3 separate regions of the Gossypium hirsutum genome follow, and all the other regions are linked to region 2. The links are chromatin contacts, called in public Hi-C maps. All regions are on one chromosome and are shown on one strand. The core of a region is the stretch at or near the end of the contact, and the rest is flanking DNA. Distances in the headings are between cores, read along the strand shown. Region 1 holds the start of LOC107895155 (probable amino acid permease 7). Region 2 holds the start of LOC107895161 (protein DNA-DAMAGE INDUCIBLE 1). Region 3 holds the start of LOC107895159 (cytochrome c oxidase assembly protein COX15).

What was found. A called contact is a pair of places that touch in the nucleus more often than the background predicts.
Region 1: a contact with region 2 is called in a Hi-C map of leaf, with 1.9 times the contacts expected there. The contact joins the promoter of LOC107895155 here to the promoter of LOC107895161 in region 2. A contact is called at or near these places in 2 of 34 Hi-C or Micro-C datasets (both in leaf).
Region 3: a Hi-C map of hypocotyl shows a contact between it and region 2, with 5 times the contacts expected there. The contact joins the promoter of LOC107895159 here to the promoter of LOC107895161 in region 2. A contact is called at or near these places in 22 of 34 Hi-C or Micro-C datasets (anther, callus, fibers and 4 more).

Annotation. Positions count from the first base shown.
Region 1 is chrA13:91,438,270-91,441,676 of Gossypium_hirsutum_v2.1, reverse strand. LOC107895155 (probable amino acid permease 7) reads left to right here and starts at 1,337. Exons shown (of 7, transcript XM_016820401.2): 1 at 1,337-1,572; 2 at 1,686-1,922; 3 at 3,035-3,128. The coding sequence starts at 1,500.
Region 2 is chrA13:91,638,361-91,641,684 of Gossypium_hirsutum_v2.1, reverse strand. It overlaps LOC107895161 (protein DNA-DAMAGE INDUCIBLE 1), which reads right to left and starts at 2,025. Exons shown (of 15, transcript XM_016820410.2): 1 at 1,769-2,025; 2 at 1,578-1,610; 3 at 1,198-1,325; 4 at 841-1,072; 5 at 587-652; 6 at 341-403; 7 at 206-250. The coding sequence starts at 1,834.
Region 3 is chrA13:91,486,398-91,490,077 of Gossypium_hirsutum_v2.1, reverse strand. LOC107895159 (cytochrome c oxidase assembly protein COX15) reads left to right here and starts at 2,258. Exons shown (of 7, transcript XM_016820408.2): 1 at 2,258-2,769; 2 at 3,413-3,680. The coding sequence starts at 2,605.

The sequences.
Region 1 (3,407 bases), core at 88-2,587, 200 kb after region 2:
TGTCATCAGCTCGTGCCGTAAGGTGTTGGGTTAAGTCCCGCAACGAGTACAACCCTCGTGTTTAATTGCCACCGTTGAGTTTGGAACCCTAAGTAGACTGCCGGTGATAAGCCAGAGGAAGGTGAGGATGACGTCAAGTCATCATGCCCCTTATGCCCTGGGCGACACATGTGCTACAATGGACGGGACAAAGGGTTGCGATCTCGCGAGGGTGAGCTAACTCCAAAAACCCGTCCTCAATTCGAATTGTAGGCTGCAACTCGCCTGCATGAAGCCGGAAATCGCTAGTAATCGCCGGTTAGCCATACGACAGTGAATTCATTCCCAGGCCTTATACACATCGCCTGTCACACTATGGGAGCTGGCCATGCCCGAAGTTGTTACCTTAACCGCAAGGAGGGGGATGTTGAAGGCATGGCTAGTGACTGGACTGAAGTCGTAACAAGGTAGCCATACTGGAAGGTATGACTAGACCACTTCCTTTTCAGGGATAGCTAATGCTTGTTGCGTATTTTGGTTTGACAATGCTTCACACCCAAAAAGAAGCGAGCTACGTTTGAATTAAACTTGGAGATGGAAGCTTTCTTTCGTTTCTCGATGGTGAAGTAAGACCAAGCCCATGAGCTTATTATCCTAGGTCGGAACAAGTTGATAGGATCTCCTTTTATGCCTTCGGGTCCCTCCTATGTGGTGACATGGGGGCATAAAAAGGAAAGAGAGGGATCGAGTTTCTCTCACTTTGGTCATAGTGGGCCCATAGCGAGTCCCCAGCGGGAGGCTCGCACGACGGGCTATTACCTCAGCGGTAGAGCATGCCCTTGATAATTGCGTTGTTGTGCCTGGGCTGTGAGGGCTCTCAGCCATATGGATGGTTCAATGTGCTCATCAACGCCTGACCCTGAGATATGGATCACCCAAGGCACATTAGCATGGCATACTTCTCCTGTTTGAACAGGGGTTTGGAACCAAACTTCTCCTTAGGAGGATAGATGAGACGATTTAGGTGAGATTTTCTTATTTCAATGAGCGTGCGTGCTAAGTATTACTTTTCAATGCGAGTGTTCCATGTCTTATTACGAGAAATTATTTTACGAAGTTTTCTACCATAAATTTTTTAATTAATTAATGATATTTTAATAATTTTTTATGTTAATAATATATAATTTTTTGTAATTTTTTACCCTCAAATTGAAAATTTAAATCCCAAATCTTGAACTACGAGTTCAGGATTCCAAATTTAAATTTTAAAGGTTTCAAGTTTATAATTTAAAATTCAATATTCAAAATTTGGTGACTGATTTTACTACATAAGCAAATAGTAGTAATTAAAAGAAAAGAAGATTCAGTAAAATTCCAGTAGTTTGATCATGCAACACGAAAGTACTACACATCGTTTTTCCCATTTAATTTTAATTCAAATTCAAAGTTGCTTCTTTGTACGCAATCTTCTTCTATAAATTTAAACCAAAATTATACTTAAATGCTAAACTAAAAAGGCCATGGAAGAAGCTCATTCTAGTAATCAAACCCCATTGTTGAACAAGAAGCATCATAATCATCTCCATAGAACCGGTAACTGTGTTCCCTTTGTTTCAGTTTTAATGATTTTATCTCCAAATACATCCTGATTTTGTGTTTCAATTGAAATTTAATCATTTGGATTTTTTATTGATGGTTGGATGAAGGGAATGTATGGACGGCGGTGGCGCATATAATAACGGGGGTCATAGGCGCCGGGGTGCTATCTCTGGCGTGGAGCATGGCTCAGTTGGGGTGGATTGCCGGACCTTTGGCTATGGTGCTCTTCGCGTCCGTAACTTTGATTTCCACGTATCTTCTCTGCAACTGTTATAAAACGCCTGATCCTGAAGTTGGACCCGTCAGAAATCAATCCTACATCGATGCTGTTAACATGAATTTAGGTGAGATTTTTAAAACAGTTTATCATCTTTTTTTATCGACTCCATCTTTGAAACTTCATCAGAACATATTCTTAATCATTATATCGTCGGTAGATTTCAGAGTTTCTATTGGAGGAACTCTGAAAAAAAAAAACGTATGCTAGAGTTTTGAAGGTAGTTGAGAAAAGATAGGTCGATGTGGAATGGTAGATTCAATCACTGAACCTACAAAGAAAAGACGGTAGACTTTTCATCTTCATAGTTCTGCAGCCCTGCAACAATTTTCTTTCGCTAATATCTTTGTTCATTTCAATGTTCAATTTTCTGCTTTTTTTTCTTTACTTGAGTTCATCATGTGACCCGATGAGTGATTGACTCATATGCTTTAATAACCATACATACTTAATTGAGACACAAAGAAAGTATATGGACCAAATTGAACATTAAAATTAAAATCTGAGAAAAAAAAATTTTAATATCAAATTAAAAAAACTCGATTATCAAAATAAACTAAAACATTAGATACTAAATTAATTATTAAAACCATTTTCTTTAATCACTATTAAAGTCAAATCCATCCATGTAGGAAGCCCACAAAGGAATTAGATTTTGTCATGCCTTGCTAAGTTAGACAAACTCGGCTTCGAGTGAGGGGAAATTCATTGATTGAGGTCGTGATGATAATCATGAATATTTCATCCTAATGATGATGATTATGTATGGGCCCTTTGACCATTGAATTTCTGGATTGATCATATAATGCATAGGTGTCCACCACTTATATCACTAAATTTCATATTTTCACGCAAGTCTTTTCCTGAGTTTCCACTTGTATGCATCAGGGATTCATGAATCTCCAAGAATTTCTAAACTATTTCAACTTTAAAATCAGATCTAATCAGCCTACATAAAAAGCCAACAGTTGGCATATTCTCTTGGATAAAAGGAGATTGAAAACCAAGTAATTCTCAATCTAAATCATGCACCAGAGCCATGAGGCCAATCTTTATATTGAAAGCAAATGCCTACTAAAACCACACTTCACCGTTTGTTCACCAGCTGTTAATTACTACAATATATGTTTATACATGCCTGTTAGTCATCAATTTTGATTGCTTATCATGGACTTTCAGGGAAAACCAATGCAAGGGTTTGCGGCCTTTTTGTTCAAGTAGGCTTGTATGGTATGGGAATAGCATATACAATCACATCTGCTATTAGCCTGAGGTGTGTTGTTAAGGTTCCTTTTACTCCAACTGCTTGATCCTAATTTACTATGGCTAGTTCACCCAAAAGATGCTGCCGTTGCTGCTTATGTTACTCCGACTCTTCATTTTCTTGAAGTATCTATGTTCGACCCCCATATCCGATGCATGTATAGACATGAGTATGAGTATGACCCTTCAAGGACCTTCCAAATATATGAAAAAACTTGAAAAGAATTGAACATACCTGTGGCAGACCAACACTCACACCCCCGTCCGAGTAACATAGGTTATTGATTTT
Region 2 (3,324 bases), core at 776-3,275:
TGTATTCAAACATCAAGAGTATATACAAATAAAATAATGCAAAATTTCAACTAGAAAATCAAAAAACAACTGCAGAAGTGTTCCTTGGATGTGCACAAAGAAAGGAAAAGTATCACAAAAGGTATGACGGAAACCATACGCTACAATCTCATAATGGTGATCCTTGTGAAATATGTGTGTGTAAAGGACCTGCCATCTAATTTACCTTCAATGGGACACCATTAACCTCCATGTCCACGTACAGCATAACCTGATTAGTACGACAAGAAGATTACATTCTAAAGGGGAAAAATAATAAATTTAAATGGGTACACTTCGCAAGGAAAGCGAGCCTACATACCACCCTTGCAAAGCCTTCAGGATTATATTCTAAGGCAGCAGCCCAGTTCTCATCAATCCCTTTCTGCATCACAATATTGTAAAAGGTCAAATAGCCAAAATATCATATTGTCCAGGAAAAGGAATCGAGTGCTAAGTATGGAGATACCACAATCCTTTGTCAAACTGTAAATTAATATACAAACACATTTCAAAAGGAAATAAGATACAATTAAGTTAGATTGATCGAATGTTGAGGAAAACTAACCTGCCGAATGGCAGCCTCAATTTTCTTTTGTGCTTCAACATCAAAAGGATCAGCTTGTAGAAGAGCCTATAGGGCAAGATTAAGTAAATGTGCGTCAATCAAAGAGATGATCAAGCAAATACAATTTTATCATAAGTATGATCATGCTGTTCTAGTATTTTATAAGTTTTCTCAATAATTTTATCAAATCATGATACATTCACCACTGATTCACAACCAACTAAAGGCATAGACAACTAATATAAGCTACTCACAAGCTCCTCCTCCTCTTGTTGTCGCAATTCAGATCTTCGTTGATGACGAGCTCGGAGAATCTCCTGCAGTTTGTTGAGATCGTTTCCGACAACGGCTTGAGCAAGCTCAGGATCGGTCTGAAATAATTGTCCAATTAGATTAGAATCCTGTCGAATCTGTTGTTGGAAAGCTGCAGGATTCACGGCAGATCCATCAGGATTCAAGCTCAAGTCATTCCTAGATGCACTGCCACTGCATTGACAGTACACATCCATGTTAAAAATCTCATAACAAGCATCCAAGTCAGGTCAGTGATATTTCAACAGATGAGATTAAAAAGAGTCAACGTCAAAAAACAAGATAAGAAAACTACTTGCCTTGAAGCAACACCAGAGACCATCATAACTAGGTCATCATCCTTAACACCCAAAGCACTCAATTTCTCAGAGTTGTTCATTTCCCTTCCATTAAACAACAGTTGCTGCTGCTGCAATGGCACCATAGTCTGCCCATAAAACCCAAACAAGCTCTAACCTATTAGCATAAACTTCGATCCACCTCCAACTCTCAAAACTTCTTTTGGGGAAGGAAGGGATAAAAATTGTATTTTTTATCAACTAACGTAAGCTAATGAATCTCAATAATCAACTTTCAAGAACCCCAAAACTAAGGAAAGACAATGGTTTCAGTTAACCCCCAAAAGGATTAAATAATTTAAAAAGGAAACATAAAGAAAAAAACGGTACTAATCTCTTACCTCAACTTCTAGCAAAGCTTTCAAATTTTCAACCTATTAGAAACAAAGGAAAATACCAAAATCAGCAAAATAAGTATAAAGATTGAGGAAAAAGGGGTAGCTTTCAAAACAAATTCAATCTAATAAAACAAGTAAAAAAAATCAGCAAAAAGGAGTAAAGAATTAAAAGAAGGGATTAAAGGGTGCTTAACAGTTTCATGAGGATCAACATCCAAGCTAAGGATCTGTTCATCTGCAGTCATTACAGTAATTCTCATCCCGGCAGTAGCTTTAGATCTTCTTCGTCTCTTGTTAGCTGAAGGGTTTGATTTTATGAAAGTTTTGGGTTTAATTTACCTTTGTTTGAATTTACTTTATATTGGATGTTGTTTCTTACGACAGAGTTTCAGTTCCCTTCGCTCTTTTAACTTGTTGTCGAAGTAGGTGCAAGTGATTCTCCACAATGGGGTCTAGAGTTAATCGCTTACATGTCATACTTTTATTGGTAGTCTTCCACTGTACGTTTTCTTTTAGATAAGTATATCAATATCGATTTTGGTCTATGATACTAAATTTAAATTCCTTAAAAAAAAAAAAGGTAAATATACAGATATTTTTAAGTTTTTCTAAATATATGTTATAATTTTTAGTATTATAATTAAAATAATAAATTTTGTAAACATTGATGACCAAATTTATTATTACTTAATAAAAAAAATTGACATTAAACTTTTGTTACTCTCTGAAGACAAAAGTAACTAAAATATTTAATTTTAAAAAATTAAGTAATTAAACAAAAAATATTAACAGTGGATGACTAAAATAGAATAAATTGAATAGTTAAGTAATTATTTTTGTGCTTTGCCTTTTTTTTTCATGACATTATTTCAAATGAAGCTTAAAGGTGAAAATACCTCTTTAGTCCTCAATTTCAACATCGAAACGAATTGGTCCTTCTTAAAAAAATTGAAACAATTTAATTTTTAAAGATTTCAAAAGTGAGTAATTAAAGACAATTAATCATAAAAATTGATATTTTCTATCAATCGTATGTAGTTTTGATTGATTAATAATAAATTAAGTCATTAATATTTATATATTCTATCAACTTGATCCTGATTTTAAAAAAATATATAAAAAATATATAAAATTTTAAAAAATTAAAAGATAATATATAAAAAACTTTAGCTTAAAAATATATATTAAAAAAATAAAATTTATAAATTTTGAGAGTTAAAATTATTATTAACTAATAAAATTATGTAAAATTAATTAAAAAAACTAATATTGTATTTAAAATTGATAGGGAATAAAATTTATTTGATTGTTTTAAAGAGGGAGGTGAAAAATGATATTGACCGCCTAAACGGGAAAAGTTGAGGTGTTTCAACAATTGAGTTGGGTTCAGACTGTGCGGTTGGATTCAAATTATTAAATAATATAATGGTTCTTATGTCCGATTGCAGAACCTAGCTCCTTTATTCAATCCATGTATTTCCATTGCCTTTTTTAAGTTATTAACAACTTCCATCTCTAAACCCAAAAAGTTAACCAAGTCTCCATTAGTATTTAGTATTTATTTATATATTATGTAATTTGTTCTTATCATAATTCACTTCATATTTTAGTTTTTTGTATTGAATTCAGTGACTGATTACTAAGAGAATTTTTAATTTAAATCTTTTATGATTTATAAAATTTTAAATTAATAATAGTAAAATAATATTTTTATGTCTAAAAATAATAAAAATTTAATCATTTTAACTTT
Region 3 (3,680 bases), core at 1,009-3,508, 150 kb after region 2:
TAATGAAGATATCAACTTGAAAAAAAAATAGTTTAGGTAATACTTGTGGTCGAAAAAATATTTAGGTACCAAAATGAAAAAAAAATGATATAATTTAAGTATCAATTTATGAGTTAATCATTTAAAAAAAATTAACATTTTAAAATGGTTTTGATAAAAAAAAATTAAGAACACTTGTAACAAAAAATTATTTACATATCAAAATTGAAAAAAAGATATAACTTAAATACTAGTTTATAAGTTAAACCATTTAAATTTCTCAAACAAAAATTTTCGAAGTTAGGGAAAATTACTTTTATAGGCGAGGAAGATGATGAGATAAAAGCCTAGAAAGACTCTGGAAATTAAGACTTTTATCTTGATACAATTTTCTTTTCTGTAACTTGTTTTAAAGATTTGAATTTAGATTCTTCTTTCCTTAGTGTAATATGTCTTATTTTTTAATAAATTATAAATATTGATAAGCTGCCTTTTGAAGTTTAACGGCTAAAAATTATTCTAGAAAGAAGATGTCATGGTTATTGGCAGCTTAATCTTTTACGTGGCTGCATAATGTGCCTTTTTTCTCCTTCAAATTTATGGAGCAACACCAGATTAAATTTAAGATTAATTATTTTTTATATTCCAAAATTCATGCAGAGGATATTTGTGAACAAAGAAATTTTAAATTAATTATAAAATATTATGTATCAAATTAAAATTATTGTAGATTAAGATCAAATTTAAAATACTCTTGAAACAAAATCTTTCATCTAAAATAATCTAAACCATCCTTATATTAAAGCTTGCGGAATTCCTAACTTTGGAGGTGAGGGGAAGGACTTGTTGCGTCATTTTGTACTTCTGAAATGCCTCGTTGGAGCATAGTCGAGATCCTAATTGACGGTGGGGGCTCCAACGTTCGAGATTTAGGCTTCGTTTGGGGCGGCGGTGCGGTATGGTGCGTTTAGCTTATTTTTTATCTCATGCTATAATATCGTTACAGTATTTAATCTCACCGCCATCACTATTTTTATACTAATCACAAATAAATACACCGTCCATCCAAACTCACCTAACCATGTGATATGCGTGGGCAATGCCCTTATGAGTGGCGCTCACAGCCTCTTTGGCGCTCAAGATCTCTTCTCCCTTAAAAAGCATAAAAGCTTTTATATCCCTACTGCCAGCAGACATTTTTTTTTAAAAGTGCTACCCTTAGACGTTCTTTTGCCCCCAAATGCGGATGCTTTTTAGACCACTTTCACTTTGAATTTTGAGTTTTTTTTTTTGAGTTAAACAAAAATATAAGTGGCATGCATTTTAAATTTGGGTTCAAATTCTCAATAAAAAAAAATTTACGGATAGTAAAATATTAAAAAATTCTGAAAATTAGGATACAAATAAAATGATCATCTCTAATTCAGTTGTATCAATATAAAAGAGATAATTCATTTTTAAGATCAAGTTTCGATGACTTTTGAAGCGAAAATTATTGATTTAAGATCATATCAAAGATCCTTAAATTTAATCAAATCAAATTCTTAAGCAAACATTTTACTAAATTCAACTTCAATATCAAGACTTAATGACCCTTAAAGCAAACCACATCTTTTTAAGATCAAATTTAGATGGTTTTTGGATTGCTCCATCAAAAATAAGAATTAAAAGAGTTCTCTTTGTAATTAAAAAATTCAAAAATTGTACTCTTTTCAAAGAACACAAATAAAATTTGATTCTAATTTTTCAATTCAATTTAGGATCGAAATTTTTTGTGTACATATACATATAAACTTTTATTAAAATTTAGGAATTTTATATAATTTTTAATTAATATTTATTTTAGTAATAAACATAAACAATCACATATATTATTAATATTTATATTATAAGTTTTATATGACATAAGTTTTATAATATAAAAATAAAAAATAATATCTTATTGGTTCGAGCGTGTTCAACACATTTTTCTTCTTATTCAATGGTGAGAAGGATTTATGTTCAGGTTTATAATTTATATCAAATGAAGAAAAAAATATTTAGTTATGAGTTGAGTCTAGAGCCTCTCATGAGTTGGGCCAACTCAAGGCTTGATTTCAAAAAATTTTCACGTTCATACCCATTTCGGGCCAACATGATTCACTAAAAAAAATTATTTTACTATTAAAAATAATAAAATATTAAGAATATTTTATATTAATATCTTTTAATTAAATTTAAAATTATTTTTTATTATTTAAAATGAATTCAAATCCAAAATACAATATTCTTGTTCAAAGTTTGATCCAAATCAGGCTGGGTTTATTAGACCCAGTGGGCTATCCGGGCATTGGAAAGGTGTAGTGTGGCACTCAAATCACCTCAATTTTCTTGACATTTCATTTCAGTGCCAACGGTGAATCATGTTTTTGCCTTTTTGGTAAACTAGCGGTTTGAAACCAACAAAGGGATCCTGCAAACCCATCGAACTGAGCAATCCCTTTTTACAATGTCGTAAAACCTCCATAAACCCACAGTTTTTTTTTTGTTTCCCTTTTGAGAACCATAAACCCACAGTTTTAAGAATTAAACCCAAGAGAAACCCAGAGAGAAGACACTAATCCCCCCCCCCCAAAGCCAAAAAAAATGTTTCAAAGCAGAGTAGTTGCTTCAATTCTAAGGAGAAACAAAGCTATAATCAACAGCTTACCATCCAATCTCAAGGGAACCTGTTCCTCTCGTTGTTTTACGCCTTCTTCTGCTAATGCAGTTGCTAGGACCTCCTTTTTTGGCTTTAGATCTCTGCCTAAGGTTCTTTTATCTCTCGATTTTTATTCTTTCTTCATTTTATTGACATGGGTATCTTTTTTTTTTTCGAATTAGTCATTTTTAGTTAATTTTTTAGTTCTTGAGAAGGGATGTGATTGGATTGATCACTTTCTTTTAGCGTATTTCTTTAAGTTTTTTGTTGAGTAATTGGAATCTTCATTTCCCTACTGTGATGCCGATAGATTGTGGTTATTGGTGGGAGAACAAGTGACTTGGATCATCCCCTTTTTTTGGATTTGTTTGATTAAAGCTTTTGGAGTGTGGGATGAATGATGGGAAGTCATTTAAAATTAGAAACATTCATACTAGAACCATAATATGAGTTAGATGACAGCACTTGGGATTAGTTTTTTATTCTAGCATAACAGATGCATTCCCTGGTTCTAATTTAAAGAACTATTAGGGATTTTGATCTGTATTGCCTTTTCTATATCCATGTAGAGGCTACATTTAGCATAAGTACTTGAAGGTGAAAATGGTGGTTCAAGTCTTGTTTTAACATCCAATGAAAAAAAGTTGTTTCTGCTGTAGATTTTCTCTTAAAGTTATGTAAAAGAACAATGGTGATATGCTCTCCAATTTGTATGTGAATGTGACTAAAAGTAAGATCTTTTATTCGTTTTAGGGACATCATGTGCCGTCTTTCAGGAATATGTCCACCGTGGCTTCTGTTGGCACTGAGGAGGAGGGATTGAAGATGCTAGTAACTGCAGGTCCACGTGCTCAGAAAATGGTGGGGATATGGCTTTTCGGTTCTGCTGCATGGGTTTTTAGTATGGTGGTACTAGGTGGTGTCACTCGATTAACCCGATCTGGCCTTTCAATGACTGATTGGAAATTCACCGGGAACCTTCCTCCCCTATCTGATGACGAGTGGCAGCAAGAGTTTGAGA